2 separate regions of the Drosophila melanogaster genome follow, and region 1 is linked to region 2. The links are chromatin contacts, called in public Hi-C maps. All regions are on one chromosome and are shown on one strand. The core of a region is the stretch at or near the end of the contact, and the rest is flanking DNA. Distances in the headings are between cores, read along the strand shown. Region 1 holds the start of Tsp39D (Tetraspanin 39D). Region 2 holds the start of Pomp (pomp).

What was found. Hi-C and Micro-C count contacts between places; a contact is called where the count stands out from the background.
Region 1: a contact with region 2 is called in a Hi-C map of the Kc167 cell line, with 2.4 times the contacts expected there. A contact is called at or near these places in 5 of 107 Hi-C or Micro-C datasets (the Kc167 cell line, brain and head).

Annotation. Positions count from the first base shown.
Region 1 is chr2L:21,343,307-21,346,006 of dm6, reverse strand. It overlaps Tsp39D (Tetraspanin 39D), which reads right to left and starts at 1,400. Exons shown (of 4, transcript NM_078888.4): 1 at 1,271-1,400.
Region 2 is chr2L:20,786,342-20,789,041 of dm6, reverse strand. Pomp (pomp) reads right to left here and starts at 1,386. Exons shown (of 3, transcript NM_136213.4): 1 at 1,257-1,386; 2 at 927-1,192; 3 at 1-639. The coding sequence starts at 1,259. The coding sequence ends at 504. It overlaps vari (varicose), which reads left to right. Exons shown (of 10, transcript NM_206011.3): 10 at 1-380.

The DNA.
Region 1 (2,700 bases), core at 151-2,650, 560 kb before region 2:
AAATTATTAGTGCCACCCCACCACCAGCAATAGGCCAAGTATCGGCATTCAAAGCAATGGGAAAGGAATAGAAGACAAAATCGATAGCTTAGAAATAGTGTCAGCTGCGTAAAAAGTGGCTACACCTGCCACACGGATGACAATGTAGGGTAAAATACACACGTCAGCCGTATATTTCTTAGTACTGCGTAATAAACCAGTTTGGATATACGTATGTGTTAAGTGTTAATACATACAGAAATACTTTATAAGGTGGAAAAAGCGTTCTTCTACCTGTAACATCCTTTTAAGTGAATTCTTACTCTACGATTACCGACCATTTCTAATACTTTTTAAATACTTTAGCTTGCAGAAGCAAGCATCCATGTTTATTATTATATTATTATATTTAATATTGCTACTACATTGTACAGTGTTTGGTAGTGTTCCCATTGCTGAGTTAATAGTTCCTTAATTGATTTGCGCCCAGGTACCAGACGACCGAATTTGGAGAGCAGTTTTACGGTCCTGTCAGACTTATTTATATTAAACCGTTTTTAGTTTAAGCAAAATATGAGTTTATGTTACCTTGAAATTAAACGATTAGTTTGATTAAACCTAACCATTTATCTCTAACAAAGTTAGCTATTTATTTGAGACGACAACCAAATCCTGACTCCTTGACGAATAGTGCGCTAGTGCGATCTGGCCACTGTGCGTAACTGGTGGTTCCCGCTCTCACCAATTGTCATATTCATACACGTGTATTAACATATGAATCAATGTCCGCCTAGCGGCTTTATTGAGAGGATTTCCCCATGTCCAGCTGCATGTGTGCATAATGATGCTTCTGGTTGATGGTTGCGTGCCGTCGCCTACTTCCGGAACCCGCTTGTAGGCGGGTGGCGGATATATATAGGCATTACCCACACTTCACGAGCTTTTGACTGACCGTTTGTGTATCTCCAATTAGGCGCATCCCAGCACCTGGAGCACCATCCACTACGACTTGGAGCAACTTCGCGAGGCATGTATCACACCGGACCGCAGCTCCTGCTTGCCGCAAGCACGCAAACTAGTCAACAGAATCACTCTCCACACTCTAGATCTCAGGTAGCACAGGGAGAAGTGCATATTGTTCGGTCGCATCCCTCACTTAAACCACTTTCCACTCTCCCACCAACATACATACACACAATTACTCCTCTAGGGCAATACTAATACCAATTTGTATGGCGCAAGGGACCGCATCATCTATTGCAGCTGATTGGTTTCACCCAAATATTTATACCTTTCAAATTTAGGACCAGGACGCAACGGTTCGCTTGATTAACTCGCACCCGCGCTCTAATCAGAACAACAGCACTTTCGATGGATGTTTTCAAGTGAGACTTGACAAACAGTAGAGCTACGATGTGATAATTCCAACGGAGGTATCGATAGCGCATGGTCATCGATACCTCACGCCAATCAACGATTGCTGAATGACTCCACTATTTGTTATCTTATCCCGGTGCTGGAAACATTATTTCAAGAAAATCAATTTTGGTTAATTTTCTTTTTATTACGTGTTGATGCTAGAACCGCTTTTTCCCCTCTCAGCAATAAATCTTGTATTGCCGAATACAAACGCTATTTTAATGTTGGTCTTTTCGTAATTATGTTTAATATGAATGTTCAGTAGCAATTGCAGGTGATTTTGAGTTGCCATACCAACATCTACACAGTTCGGGAGCTGCCATACTGCAGTATACAGAAGTCGGGAGTTGCCATAATTTTTTACTAAAGTAGACTGGATTCGAATCGTAGATAAAAATTGTATAACCCAGATTGATTATAAAAGAAGCAATGTTAAGTTTAGCTAAAAGGAGATTCGATTACTGTCATAAAACTATGTTTGTAGTGAAAATTAAAACAGGATTGTATTCAATTTTTGCATATACATAAGTCCCTGATGACATCAAATGAAATGCCAAGAAAACGAATGCAGTCGGACATAGGCATATAGAGTCGTCTGGAGATTCCGATCAAGAAAAGAGAATCAGGAACATTTACATGATATATATACCTTCCTCCCATTAGATAAATCCTCTTCGCTTTCGCGGTGGTTTATGAAATATATATAACTTAGCACGTTCTCTACTCAACAACGCTTTAAAAAATTTCCACCGTGTTTTAGCTCTCCTTTTGCTTTTGATTTAGCCCTTAAACCAACCTTCTTGGCAAGAATAAGGTGGAATCGGTTTATGTTATATTACACGTTACACGTTACACGTGGGCTTGGAAATTTTGTGATTCTTGTGGGCGTGGCAACACGGACATGGCTAGATCAACTCGGCTTTTGATCTTGATCAAGAATATATATAAATTATATAGTCGGAAACGCTTCCTTCTGCCTGTTACATACTTTTCAACCAATATTGTATACCCATTTACTCTACGAGTAATGGGTAAAATAGAAGTGAACCATTGTTGAATGGTTTTAAATTAAAAACCTAATGATATTATAAATACATTTTGCCCATTAAAAGAGTATATCATAGGATTTTTTCTGTATTCATACCAGGACTTTGAAAAATTTGATGCTTGGGGATGAAAAGTGGTAAAAGTGTAAAAGGATATATGTAAACAAGAGAAAATGTTATACTCGATTTCCCGCTCATCAGATACCCTTTACTCGGCTAGTGGAAATTCGATCGCCAAATTTTATAATTTTTCCAG
Region 2 (2,700 bases), core at 137-2,636:
TAATGCGTTTTATTAACTATGTTTATCTCAATTACTGTCATTTTCCTCTTTAAATATAAATCATGTATATATGCAATGTTTGTATAAGTTGAAATGCGCCCTCCGTTTACAATTCAGTTTTCCTTAAGTATAAGCCTAATTTTACGAAACGAATTCGTCCATTTTACCATCTCTTGTTTTATTTTTACAAATAATGAATGATGTCAACGCATATCTCTTCAGTTTATTATTTTAACGAATCTCCTCAGTACAACAACCTTCTGCCAATATTTTCGTGTAGTTTTTAGATTTGTTTGAATAAAATGTGTAAGTTTAACGAACTAGTTAAATGTATTGATGTGGAGTTAAACAAACGAAATACGAATAAATTTGGCTCAAAGAAATGGTGAATTTTGTTTACCTCTAGCTGGTCGCACCAAAATATATTTTATTTGCTGATCTTAAGAGTGTCTTAGAGTTTAAAGGCTGAATGCCAGGCATTTAGCAACTTCATTTGCAGGGACTTATTGGTAAATTCCCAGAGATTTCTCCACCACAGCGTGGGGCTGACGCATATGCTCGCTGTTCTCGGGCAAGTTCATGAAGTCCTCGAAGCCAATGGAATCACAGCGGCCAGTCAGGACATCGTCCATGAAGTTGCTGCAATATAAAGGAAAGAATTAATATAGAAGATAAGTAGTCATTGCTGGGTTTTCGGTAATAATGGTACTATGGGAATCACAGGTATACTTGGTATACACGTATGTATGTATGTACGTATATAGGTATCCATTATTAGGCAAGAAGTTTAGATTTTCTAGATTGTAGGATATCTCAGGTTTCTCCGGGATTCTTATAATGTGGAAACAGAAGATTTCTGAATGCTTCCGCCCTTGCAGAGATTCCTGTCCAGACTGAGAAGCTCCCAGACCGGGCTAGATGCTCACCTGGACGAAAGGAAGGGCAGGCGGCCCACCTGACGTGCGGCGAAGCGCTCCATGCCCATCTTGAGGGGCACGCCGAGGCCCTCGTGGTTGCGCAGCATCTGCATGTTGCGGTTGTACTGGTGCTCGTTGTAGTTCAGCTCCGAGTCGCGCAGCCGGTGGACGTGGGCCAGTTGGTTCAGGCAGTTGGCCTCGGTGGGCATTCCCACACGGCCGGTGGCGTTCAGCACGGACACCTCGGCGGGCTGGACTTTCAGTGATGGCTGATACTGTATTGCGAGGGGTTTTCGTTTCGTTAGCGGCTCTACTAAATGCACTCGGCGAGGTACTTACCATATTCGTAAGCGCTTTTAGAATAAAAATGCGGCGAATTATAATTGTTTCTTGAATGACAAACAAATTCCGTGCGAATTAGAGCTGGTACTTGTGTCGATGCCTACTCGATATCGACGATAATTGACAAGATAATCGAATAGAAAGCAACTTATCGACTAGAATAGAATCCAGTAGTGTAGAAACCAGACTGGCAACTCTTTACATGTGTAGAAATCAGGATGGCAGCTCCAGACAATGCTAACATGGATTCAATCCATTTTGACCCACATAAATTTTAGCTCGGTTTCAAACCATTGCAGGGTACAAAAATGCGGCATGTCCGACAAGTGAATTTCGATTTGAAATTATGAACTCCAAATTTTCCAATCCAATTTGATTATTTAAACAAAATATTTCTATATATATAGCAACAACGCAGCACTATTTGAAATACACTTTAATTGTAATCGTGTTGATGGGTAAAAGTCGGTCTATGCAAATTGGCGTTATTAGCGCACTTAACACTTCGGTCAAGTGACGAACTTGAGTGTTGTGATTAATTACACCCTCGCTGGCCAGCAACGCACATCCGAAATATACAAACGTATCGATCTCGGCCGCAGCTCTAATCAATTCGATCAACAAAAGAACTGAATCCGCTGGCTGGCTGGCCGGGGTTTTGTTTTTCTTTTCACCCACACCTTTTAGCGGCTTTTATGATCTTCTGCTCCACAGAGACGCGATTCATTTGCATCGAGTGACAAACGCGAACGAATGCGAATGCGAGGAGACCAAATCACACGACAGGGCTTAATTAGTGCATGGTCACTAATAAAGATTCGGCCAGTGGATGTTGTGTTAATCAAACTCCCGCACACAATAGCCCAAACTGTCTCCGGCCAACCGATCCGATCCTATCCAATCTGAACTTGAAAATCCAAATGGAAACATCAACCGGATGGATGGATCTTCACCTTCACTTTAGACTAAAAGGTAGTACGTAAATTATGATTTATGCCCATTTACTGAATTTTACAGTGCGAAAAAAGCGAACTACATTCCTGCTTTGTAATTTACAACTTTAATCATTTTAATATTGGTATGGATGAGCATTGCAATACAAAGTCAAATAGTTTATAGCATGTATAGCTATAGTATTGATACAAAAACGTATTAGATAATTTAAAAGATCAGCCCTATTTTTAATGAATGAATTCTATATTAAGAAACTGACAAAATGATAAGTAAATTTAATCAGCAGACAATTCGAGAATTTACAATAAGAATATCGCAACGGGCATATTTATGGCGTCGAGTTGATAAAAATATCGTTAGTTTTTATTACTTTGAGATGCGATTCTTTCGGATGCAACTTATGGTGATTTAATCTATAAGTCTATAAATAAATTAAGTTAGAATAAACACAAATTACTCGCATCGATTTTAGCTTACTAGCATCGTT